Regions from separate parts of the Sus scrofa genome. Here region 1 is linked to region 2. Evidence: chromatin contacts called from public promoter capture Hi-C data. All regions are on one chromosome and are shown on one strand. Each heading gives the region's core, a stretch centred on a gene start, on an enhancer-like site or on the middle of the called end of the contact. The rest is flanking DNA. Distances are from core to core; before and after follow the strand shown. Region 1 holds the start of ZYG11B (protein zyg-11 homolog B). Region 2 holds the start of CPT2 (carnitine palmitoyltransferase 2).

Region 1 (5,962 bases), core at 2,636-5,135, 420 kb after region 2:
ACATAAGCCAAAACAAACATGGTCTCTACTTTCAAAGAGCTAATACTTACCTCCTTGCTTGCTATGAGGACTGAATGAGGTAAAATATGTAAAGCATTTAAAACAGGGCCTATACACGGAGCTCCTGCTGCGGCATAACACTTAAAGATCCAGTGCTGTCTCTGTGCAGGTGTGGGTGTGATCCCCAGCAGGGTGCAGTGGGTTAAGGAGCTACTTCAGCTATGGTTTGGATTCAGTCCCTGGCTTGGGAACATCCATATGCCATGGGTGTGGCCAAAAAAAAAAAAAAGAAAGAAAGAAAAAAAACCAAACCACTTCCATATCAATGATTTTTACAGTCTGGGGATAAAGATAGACATTAAACAAAAAAATCATAGTAGGATGGAATTCCCGTTGCGGCACAGTGGAAACGAATCCGGCCAGGAACCATGAGGTTGCAGGTTCAATTCCTGGCCTCGTTCAGGGGGTTAAGGATCTGGCGTTGGCATGAGCTGTGGTGTATGTAGGTCACAGGCTTGGATGTGATGTTGAAGTGGCTGTGGCACAGGCCGGCAGCGGTAGCTGTGATTCAACCGCTAGCCTGAGAACCTCCATATGCCCAGCGTGCAGCCCTAAAAAGCCAAAAAAAAAAAAAAAAGCATAGTAGGAAATATAAAATTACACTTGATGTGTAGTCTATGAAAGAGGATTACATAATGGAGGGGTGTTTTAGTTTTAGTTTTTGTTTTAATAGATAGGAGGGCAATTGGGGTTTCCCTGACTTCCTAGAGCTGAGGACTTCAGGACATGCAAAGTTAAGCAGACAAGAGAGAATACCATCACAGGCCATTCATGTGTGCTATTCCTTCCATCTGGTTTTCCACAACACAACTCCTCCACTTTAATCCTTTAGTTTTCTTCCTAAGAGTAAGATCCTCTGGGAAGCCGTCCCTAACTATGCCATACCATTGTCCCGCCATTTTTCCTTTTTAGCATTCTCCACATTTATAATTACTTTTTACTTGATGTCTATATTGTCTGCAGACAAAAGATACAAAAAAGCAGAGACCACATCTGTTTTATTATTTGTAATATCTTCAATGTCAATAGTCAATGGCACTCAAAAGTTGTTAGATGAATAAAAAGGATGCTATCTCAGACCAGTGGTTCTCAAAAGTGTGGTTCACAGATCAGGAGCATCAGGCTGATACGGGTACTTGTTAAAAATGCAAACTCTCAGGCCCTACTCCAAGCCCTAAGAAATCAAACTTTGGAAGTGGCAGACCACAAGCCCTGTACGTAATTCTGATTCATGGTAATGTTTCAGAATCCCTGTCTTAGACATTTCAACTATTCAAAACACAACAATGAAAATTCTGAAAAATATAAAATACAAAGCTTTATAATAATGTTCTGATCTATTTCTTGAATGCCTATTTACATCTATTACATAAGGAAAAATTTTAAAGTAATTTAAAATTACTTAAATTAATAATAAATATAATAATCCTCAACTCATAATAAGCTAATATTTTGCCTTCTCGTCACCTCTCCCATGCATATACATTCACACTGTGTGCATGCATTTTAACAAGTAAGGTAAACTCCAGTTAGTTGGAGGCCAAGTCTAAATCATAATCATGTCTAATGTATCCAGTCTCCTTTCCTACTATACATCCTCATTCCTGTGACCTTCCTGTCACAGAAAGTTAATCCTGTCACCTATAATACACCCTAATTATTTTCTACTCACATTCCCAACAAAGCATTCTTCTCCTTCCCCAAATGATCTATATACATCCTATTCATCTTTCAGGCCCAGCTCAAACGACGCTTTTGCATCCTAAATACCCAGAAAGGAGTTCATAACTTCTCCCTCTGTACTCACACATTCATTCCCACTGGGAAGGCTAACACTTCCAAAAAGCTAGCCACTTAGTGTCTTTGGTGAGGCAGCTCTTTATTCTGAAGAGGAGATCATCGCATCTTACTAAGTTTCCTTTTCTCACCAAAAATAAGATTCTCAAATTCACTCTTTCTGTGTAAGTCCACCAGTGGACTCAAAATTCAGTTTAAGATCTTATTTGTCAGATAGGAAAATGAGACCATAAGGTGAAATCATTCAAGTACCTACTTGGCCTGGGCCCTGGGAATAAGAGAATTAAATAAGGCACAGCTGCTGCCTAGATGAACTCACATTTCAGGAGAAGAAACAGGTTAACAGACAATGACAGTGTGATGGGTTGTGAATGTGAAGGGTTGTTGTAGAGGTAGACGCTGGAGAATGACCACCTAAAAATGCAGAGTCAGTGAGTTAGGGAAAGTTCGCAGATTAAATAACTTTATAATAAACCACTTTCCGAAAAAACAGGGGAAAAAAACAGAAATTGACCAGCCTCCTAGAAGAATATGATTACCAGGACTTAGTTGGAACTAGAATGTCTTATTCCTCCCAGAGACCAAAATCTAGATTGCTGTATATGATGGAGCAATGAGTTCATTAAAGGAACTGCAAACCATGTGTAACCCAACTCAATGAAAATCGCACTGAAGCCTCAACCTATTTTGAAACAGGAAGGAGAGAGGAAATTTGCAAATGTAAGGGTTTCCCAGCTAAAAGCAGAAAGGGCAAAACAAAAGAAGATAATAGAAGGTATTAAAGAGACTGTCATATCTGACTGCCAAACTGATCTGGGTTATTCAGATGCCCTGGTCTCTGCCTCCAAACAAAAACAAACCATTTGTTATGAGTAACAGGAAAGACTGTACATAAATGCTTTCAAATTTCTCAAACGGTACCTTCACATTAAAAGATGCTCAAAATAAAAATACATTCGAAAACACTTTAAGTTATTTCTGCCCAAAGGCGAGATATCTCATAAGACCATAGTATGCAGGGTGGCCCTCACCCCATGCCTCACTCGATCGCTCCAAAACACACTATCACTCAGGTTTTGCAATGACATTAGGAAATAAGGCTTGCAGGCTCTCTCGAAGCACCGCCAAACTCCCCCTTCCCTCTGCAAAAAAAAAAAGAAAAGGAAGAAAAAAGCCTAAGAATCTCTATCTGCCCGCCCTACAGCTCTTGGGAAGCAATCGCCCTCAAATTGTTCCTGTTGAGACCCTTGAATCCCGTAGAAGGAAATGGGGACAGCTGTGAGAGCGGGGAAGCGAGGACATCCGATAAGGGGGAGAGGAAATGTGGATGGTGGAGGACGAAGGGGAGAAAGGAGAGGGCAGTGGAGATAAAATGGTGAAAGGGGGTAAGAAGCGAGAGCAAGGAGCAGGAGCGAAAAAGAGGGAGGAAAAGAAGGGAAGGCGTAGAGATCCCAAAAGAGAGAACAAGGCAAAATGGTACAGAAGAAAAAGAAGGTCGGGTTAAAGGACAAGGAGGGGGCGGCAAAGGGGACCGCGAAAGAGGCTGTCACTGGGGGTGATTTTTAAAAAGGGTGTCACCGGGATGGAGAGAGATTAAGGGGGGGGGGGTTGTCACCACGGCAGGTGGCCGGAGACCAAGGGGAAGGAGGAGTGGGTCACCAAAGGGGAGGTAACAAGGAGGGGAGGTAAAGGCAGGAGCAGAAGGGGCGTCAAAGCTGGGGAGGGGCAGGCCCGCGGGGGCCAGGGTGGCGGGAGGCTGCGGCTCAGGCAGGCCTCGCTCTCTCACCATGGCTGCGCCGGCCTGGTCCTCTGGCATGCAGCCTCTGTCCTGGGTTCGGCGGCGGGCCGGGCCTGAGCCCGCCCCCAGGCTGAGCCGGCGCGGGGGCTCCAGGAGGCTCCGACGAGCGGCGGCTCCGGGCTCGGCCCAGGCCTCGGCCTCCTCGCCTCGGAAGCTGAAAGTGCAGCAGCCGCAGCCGCAGCCCGATCCCGAGCGCAGACTCCGCCCCCGAGGCTCCGCCCTCGCCCGCAAACACAAGCTCGGCCCCGCCTCCTCCCTCACTGCGCAGACTCGGCCCAGGAGCCCTGGCCACGGCCCCCCCACCGCTCCCCAACCTCCCCACCCCCGCCCGCGCGCCCGACCCCTGGCTTCTCCCCTTCTCAGACCCTTAAAAGAGCCACACGTCTTCAAATAACCAGTGCTTTAAAAACTAGAGATTTAAATATACGTCCTACAGAAGACTAGAGCTGCCATTCGTTTGGGTTGCATACAGACCCCTGTGCTTCTGTTCATTGTCGTTCATTTCTATTGTCATGTATTCTATATATTCATATAGAATATTCATATATTCTCTTAGTGATTTCAATTCTTTTAGATGATTCCTCTAGAGACCTAACTTCTCGGGTTCCTCGCCTCTAGGGATCGCCCTTGCCTCAGCCTCTCATTTCCGTGCTTATACTTTAAATCTGAATTTCAGATAACCCCTCTATAATCTCAATTTCAATCATTCAACTCTCCCACCTCAGCCTCCTTCCTCTCAGGCTCACTTCCTCAAATACCCGACTCCAAAAATTCAACTTTACCAAAACTCAACATCCAGTGCTCCTACTACCTTTCCACTATTCTTCACGGTATCCGATTTCCTTTCATGAACAGCTTAGATTCTACTGTCCATCATCCCTCGGTGTTCACTTTCACTTCTCCAGTCCTTCTTTCCTTTCCTTGTACTCACCTGAGGAAACTCTAATCCTACACCTGCAGCCAAACGGGGTAGAAGGGAGAAAAATCCAAAATCATACTGACTGGCCTCCACCTAGCTTGTTATCATTTTCGTCAAAAAAGCCCTTAACGCTTGGCGATCCTACTGCATTTCTCCAGTTCCATACGCTCTCTCACCTCACTACATAACTGTTTTGTATCTCTCCCTTTAAACCTCCAACACTTCTTCCCTGCTCACTGATGATTTCGCTTCCAATTCATGGTGAAAATGAAGCAAACAGGAGAATATAAGGTCCCACCAGTCACCATTACTTCCAACCCACCTATGACTCTGCTCTGCTTCTAACTCTGCTGCTCTACGCTGCCTTCCTCTCCTTACTACAAATGAGCTATTTGCCTTTTAGCTAAGGTCATACCTTCCGCAATTCTCAAACTGCAAAAAGGCTTGGTTTCCGCCCCCAATCAGCCACAAAACTGTTTTTGTAAAGTGCAATAAAAAGTAATTACTAGAAACATTAAATTTAAAAACAGACATACGAAATGCAAGTCCATATAGACGGATATTGATGCTTTTTTTTTTAATCATCCTAATCATTCTTCAGTGTACAGGTCAGTGACATTAAGTACTTTGTTGTGCTCTCGTCACCACCATCCAGTTCCAGAGCTCTCTCTTTTTTTTTTTTTTTTTTTTTTTGCCTTTTCTAGGGCCACACCTGTGGCACACAGAGGGTCCCAGGCTAGGGGTCCAATTGGAGCTATAGCCACTGGCCCACGCCAAAGCCACAGCAACTCGGGGTCCCAGCTGCGTCTTTGACCTACACCACAGCTCACGGCAACTCCAGATCCTCAACCCACTGAGCGAGGCCAGGGATTGAACCTGCAACCTCATGGTTCCCAGATTCGTTAACCACTGAGCCACGACGGGAACTCCCCCAGAGCTCTTTTCATCCTGCAAAACCAAAACTCTGTACCCACTAAACAATAACTCCTCATTTCCTGCCCCCCAGCCCCTGACAACCGCCATTTTACTTTTTGTCTTTATGAATTTGACTATTCTGGGTTAGTTAGTTTGTTTGTTTTCTTTTGTTTTGTTTTTGCCACCCCCACAGCAAGTGGAAGTTCCGTGGGCTAGAGATCAAATCTGAGCCACCACTGTGACAACACTGGATCCTTGACTTGCTGAGCCACCAAAAAACTCCCAGATCTTTTATTGTTAGATCCGATAGACATAAAATTTTTCCGCCAAATTGCTATAAGTGTTTCTAAATATTTACTCTCAATTTCTGTTACAAACTGGTGGCCAGATTTGTGGACCATCACTAGTATACAGATCACATTTTGAGTAACACAGTGCAAGATCCTGTACTGTTTCACTTTCTCAAAGACGTC
Region 2 (6,184 bases), core at 888-3,387:
CTGAGAGGGCAGGGATGACACTGGGGTAAGGGGTTCCTGCCTGGAGAGAAAAACAGCAGCCAGGAGCTGGGGGTGACGCTTCTAACAGCCTGTGTTCGAATCACAGCGTAGGGAGAGCTGGGCTCCAGCCCCTGGACTGGGACATCCCTGATGCCAGCTTGGTTTGAAAGGAAGTAAAAGGGTCTTTAGAAAAGAATTGGGAATTCGGCACCAGGAACTAACTGGTGAACAGGTAGAGAAATTTAAAAGTTTAAGCTTGGTTTTAGAGGGTGAAGGAATTGGGGGAAATTTTTTTTTTTTTTTTTTTTTTTTTTTTTGCTTTTTATGGCCGAACCTGTAGCATATGGAGGTTCCCAGGCTAGGGGTTGAATCAGAGCTGCAGCAGCCGGCCTACACCACAGCCACAGCAACACCAGATATGAGCCACATCTGCCACTTGCACCAGAGCTCGCAGCAATGCCAGATCTTTAACCCCCCGGGCAAGGCCAGGGATCAAACCTGCATCCTCATGAATACTAGTCCTGTTCATAACCCTCTGAGCCACAACAGGAACTCCTTGGGGAAATTTCTAATATTGAAAGAGAACTGGCAGTTTAGATTAAGGCCTGTTGTTCAAAGCCTGTGAAAACTGGAAGCTGAATTAAACTACCGGGCGAAGGAAAGAGAGAGGAAGATTTATGGGGGCTGTTTTACAGGGGGAGTAGATTCTGGGAGAAGTATTTCACAAGGTGGAAAGAAAGGGTAGCTTTGATGAGGAGGCACAGAACTGGGGTGGGCTCTGGACCTAATGTGAATAAGATTTGGGGAGGGTTACTGAGGGCAGTGTCTGTAATTCCGTGAGGGTGTGCTGAAGTTGCAGGGGCTAATGTGGGTTAGGGAGGCTCTTTTAGGGGCAGGAAGGTGGGGGAGTGTTGAGGAAGGTTTGATAGCGGTGAAAGGCTTCCAGGTGAAGACTGACTTAGAAGGTTGAAGACTTGGGGGAGGGTAAGGTGAGTCTGGGGGAGACTGGTAGGATGCTAAAATAAACAGGACTGGAGGCACAGCGAGCAGGGCTGAGGGTTACGAGGGCCGGGTGTCCAAAAGGGGGAGTGTTGGGAGAAGTGGAGGGAGAGTAACTATTATGCATCAGGAATTGGCTGCTCCATCGTCTGGGCAGGATTGGGGGGGAGACACCCTAGTTGGAGGAGTAAGGACAGGGCTGGAGATATGCAGGTAGGACATTTTTCTGGGAGAAGTAGGAGGGACAATTAGATATCTGATTGGAAGTTGGCTTCCTGGAGAAGTTCGAGAAGAGTTCAAGAGAGAAAATCTAAGCGAACAGTGGGAGGATTCGGGAAGAGAATTTGAGCGTTCTCAAGTTCCTGTGCCAGGAGAGCCTGAAAGTCACAGGATTTTCAAATTGGAGGATACGGCACCGTCCCAGGTAGAGGTTTGGGGGCAGAAGAGGGTTCAGCAGAACAGTCGTGAGTGAGTGGGGTAAGCTTGGGGCCGCTTCACGGCTGGCGGTGGGCGGCGGGGCTCACCTGGGCAGACTGTCCTGGAAGTGCATAGTGGGCACGATGCTGCGCTGCAGGTACTGACCCGGCTCGAAGCCGGCGCTTAGGGTCCGACAGGGGGCTGCCAGGCCAACAGCAAGGTCCCGGGGCCAGGCGCGCAGCAGCAGACGAGCCATCATCGTCTCGGGTGGCGGCAGCAGCACGAACGCGGCGACCGTGTGGTTTTGGTGTGCAGAGCCCAAGCCGCTGCCCTCAGGTTCCCGGGACGCCGGGTCAGGGACTCAAGTTCGGTTAGGGCAGGTCCACGAGGCCACTTCCGGCCTTAGGGCCCCGCCCACGGAAGGCCCCGCCCCATGGAAAGGCCCCGCCCACGGAAGGGCCCTGCCACTGAGGGCCCGCCCACAGGCCCTCCGCTCAGAGGGGCCCGCCCACTGCGGGGCGAGCCGGCCCGCTGCCGTCTCTGCTCCGTGGCTCCCGCTTCTGCTCCCTAGGCTGCGCGGGAAAAGGAGCTCCCAAGGCACGCCCTTCTCCTCTTCCGAAACAATATTGAAACTGAAGTGGCAGAAAAAGAAAAGGCGAAAAACTTTTCGGAGTCTGATGAATTCGTTCCAGACTCTGTCCTTGGGAGATCGTGGGAAAAATGTTAAACCTGTTTCCTCATCTGAGAAACAGGTTCTAACCATTAAGCCACCTCCCACATTCCTAGTTAGGAAATGCAGTAACGGTGTGTACAGTGGAAACGCGCACCACCCTGTGGGGCTCCGGGTGGCAAAAGGGCTCCTGGGCACAAAAGCCTTTCTGTGCCTCACGTTAATTTTTCTTAGGAAATGGGCCTCGTTCAGCCACCATGACCTTCCCTGAGCTCCTAGGGACAGGTTCAGACAGTTGCTGATCAGGGAAGGAAGGGGATGCAAAGACAAGGGAGGAACAGTCAGGTAACAGTCGTCCAGCCTTGGGGCAGGATCCTGGTTCCCTCCCAAGGAATACACATAATAAGTTAGGCATCTCAGACACCTAAGAGAGAAGTGATAGTCCTTATGCTTCTTTTAGCAATGAATACTTTAAAACGGAACCGCTTCGAGTCCTTCCTTGGCCTTCTCCCTCGCTTAATTGCATCCTAAACACAATCACCTGTAAGCTAAAGATTAGGCACCTTGAGCACAGGTGCCTGTGGGTCAAAGATTCTTGGCACATGATGTTTTTCAGGAACTTTCCTAGTTTGTGGTCATCTCTGATCAGTATTCCCTTTTCGCGAGTACTGTTGTTCTAGGCAGTAACCCAGGAGACCACCCTCTCGATCATACCGAGGTCATCCGACTCCAGCTTTGACGACTAGGATTCCCCCAAAAAAGAAGAGGGCATGTTTGTCCCAATCCCGATTCCTGTCTGGAAACCTGCTTTTCTCCTTTTCACTATAAAACTCCTCCCAATTCTTTCCAGTGGGGGGAACACAGTCTTTAACGTATTAGCCTGCGGTGGCCCCCCTTTGCCCCGCAAAGCAAGAAAGCTCTTTTTTTCTCCTTTACCCCAAATTTCGTCTCTGCATTTTCTTTTCTTTTTTTTTAAAGTAATTCTTTTTTTTTTTTTTTTTTTAATGTCTTTTTGCTATTTTTTGGGCCACTCCTGCAGCACATGGAGGTTCCCAGGCTAGGGGTCGAATCGGAGCTGTAGCCACCGGCCTACGCCAGAGCCACAGCAACGCGGGATCCGAGCCGCATCTGCAACCTACACCACAGCTCACGGCAACGCTGGATTGTTAACCCACTGAGCAAGGGCAGGGACCGAACCCGCAACTTCATGGTTCCTAGTCGGATTCGTTAACCACTGCGCCACGACAGGAACTCCATGTCTCTGCATTTTAATTGGGCACTGGCAGACAGAGGCCGAATGTGGTAACCCAGTGCCTGGCGCTGTGAGCAGTAAATGGTGGTGATGGTTGTCGTTACCAGTCAAGTTTGCCCAGCAGGAGGGTTTTGACGTTTCTGTGATTAGCTCCGCACAGCTGCCCTGCTGGCTCCCCTGAACCAGTATTAGAGAAAATGTGTGCAGAAGCCAGAAACCATGGCGTCTCCCATCCAGCCACCGCTTCTGAGCAGAAAGCCCTTTTAGAGAAGGATCCCTTCTGCGCGACCATCTTTTCACCTTGAATTTTTCCAAGGACTGGAAGCTCTGCCTCTGGCCCTAGGGAGCCTTCCATGCTCAGGGGACCATGTGAGACTGCCCGTCCCCAGATCACCTCCAAGATTCCTTCCAACTCCAGACTCTAAGATTTATAGCCGAAATGCGGCCGCTGTACACAATCTCTAAGATTGTGTTAAAGTCTTGGAGACAGAATTTGGAGGAAGAGAAAGAAGAGCTTTATTGCTTTGCCAGGCAAAGGAGGACACAGTAGGCGAAAGCCTCAAAACTGTGTCCTGTCCTGAGAAAGGATAGCAAGGGGTTTTGTAGGTTTAGCTCGGAAGACAAGGTTCTTGATGAAGGCATCTATGTTATTTTTCATCCATAGATCATTTCAGAGTCGTCAAGGCCAGCACGGGTGCGTCTGGTGATGGTTTCTGGTTGTCCTCAGAGTTATCCTTCCTTGCTTGTCTCTCTGGGATGAAGGTTGCTGACAGGGAAGGGGTGTTAGGGGGTGTTTCAATTACAAAAGAAAACACGAGGTGCAATATTACTAACTAGCAAGTGACTAACTAGCAAGTAACCATTAGTAAAGGTGAAATATTACTAACTAGCAAATTACTAACTAGTAAGTAACCATTAGTAAAAATAGCAATTAAGCAAGGAAGAGATCATTGGTGAAAACCCAGACCCTAAGTGCAACATAACTCTAACTAGAAAGTAAACATTGAAAAAAAAAAAGAAGAAGAAAGGAGTTCCTGTTGTGGCTCAGTGGTTAACGAATCTGACTAGGAACCATGAGGTTGTGGGTTCGATCCCTGGCCTTGCTCAGCGGGTTAAGGATCTGACGTTGCCGAGACCTGTGGTGTAGACTGCAGATGCGGCTCGGATCCTGCATTGCTGTGGCCCTGGCATAGGTTAGTGGCTCGAGTTCCAATTCGACCCGTAGCCTGGGAACCTCCATATGCCGCAGGAGTGGCCCAAGAAATGGCAAAAGAAAAAAAAAAGTAAACATTAGTGATAAGTTAGTGTGTGAAGGCAGGACATAGCAAAATAGAGACTGTTTTAGCTAGTTTTTAGCTGTACCTGTATTTCCTCGTCATGAACGCTTGAGTCAGCCTTTTGTGACTGGCGGGGAGGCCTGGGAGGCTAAAGGAAAGGGCTTTTATTTCAAAACACAAAGATTTAGGGTCTGGTACACGATTTCAAGATTATACAGCGTGAACAGAGATTCATCATCCTTACTCATCACAAAACCATCCCACTGCAATCTCATTCCTGCTTTCAGCTGCAGCTGAAGGATCAAGTAGGCTCTGCTCCCATTTTACAGAAGAAAAAAGAGAGGTACAAGAAACAAAATCGTGCTGTCTGGCATGAGACACAGAATCCCATTCCAGGAACACGGTGTTCCCCCAGCTTCAGCTCTCACTCCTGGCTCTGGGAGTGAGAGGTGGCCCAGGACAGTGGCTCTGTCCCATGGCTGACCAAGCAGAGCCGGAGCTCACGGCAAAGAGCCCTGGACGGACGGTCGAGAGACCTGAGTTTTGGTCTCAGCTCTGCCCTTATCTAATGAGGTGACCCCTAGTTCAACAGGAATATCACTCATCAGCCCACACACGCATTCAGTGACTACAAATCCCTAAGAAAATTTTTTTTTTGGAAAGAAAACCACTTTATTCGAATTCATTCACAAACAATAACATCAGAAAGCATATTTAAGAGGCCACACAAACATCTGCCCAGCCCCAAACTCAACACCACCTCAAAGTGTGAGACTGTGGAAAGACCACGCTCTTCCACGGCAGTTCAGAAACACGAAAGCTCTTAGTGAAAGAGGAGAGGTTTAACTTTGATTTCACACGTATTATCTTCACTATCACATTTTGATGCTAACTAAATCAATTAGGTCATGAGGGATGATTTTTGTGTCTTCAACGGAGCTTTTATTTATTTATTTTTTATTGCTTTTTTGCTTTTTAGAGCCACACCCATGGCATATGGAGGTTCCCAAGCTAGGGGTCCAATCGGAGCTATAGCTGCTGGCCTGCACCACAGACACAGCAACTTGGTATCGGAGCCATGTATGCGACCTACACCACAGCTCATGGCAACGCCAGATCCTTAACCCACTGAGTGAGGCCAGGAATCGAACCCTCAACCTCATGGTTCCTAGTCAGATTTGTTTCCGCTGCACCACGACGGGAACTCCATCAATGGAGCGTCTTGATTAAGCTAATCCATTTGCCCTTCTGCACTGTTTCGGCACCTCGATGAAACTCTCACAAAGCTTAAGGGCACCCTGGTGACCAAAAACTGTTTCACCTCATAGAAGCATGGGCCAATCTCCTGCTGCTGTGCCAGCTGGGGTCCCTGAGGCTCCTGGGGCTCAGCATTTCTTCCTCCACTGAAGCCCCGAGGGATGGCATGACCTATCATGCGGCCGAGGGCAGAGCCCACAGATGCACCAGTTGCAGGGGTTGCCATCTGGGCCATCGGATCTGGCTGCCAAGGTGCAGCAGCAGGGGAGCCATTAGCAGATGGTGGAGCTGGCCTGGGTGCAGCTCGCATCT

The links. Promoter capture Hi-C pulls out the DNA fragments that hold promoters and counts their contacts.
Region 1: a promoter capture Hi-C map of fetal skeletal muscle shows a contact between it and region 2, with 4 times the contacts expected there. The contact joins the promoter of ZYG11B here to the promoter of CPT2 in region 2. A contact is called at or near these places in 2 of 5 promoter capture datasets (fetal liver and fetal skeletal muscle) and 1 of 2 datasets of contacts at active chromatin or transcription factors (alveolar macrophages).

What each region holds. Positions count from the first base shown.
Region 1 is chr6:159,476,732-159,482,693 of Sscrofa11.1, forward strand. ZYG11B (protein zyg-11 homolog B) reads right to left here and starts at 3,886. Exons shown (of 14, transcript XM_021096631.1): 1 at 3,644-3,886. The coding sequence starts at 3,673.
Region 2 is chr6:159,059,190-159,065,373 of Sscrofa11.1, forward strand. It overlaps CPT2 (carnitine palmitoyltransferase 2), which reads right to left and starts at 2,138. Exons shown (of 5, transcript NM_001246243.1): 1 at 1,524-2,138. The coding sequence starts at 1,675. It also overlaps the pseudogene LOC102164720.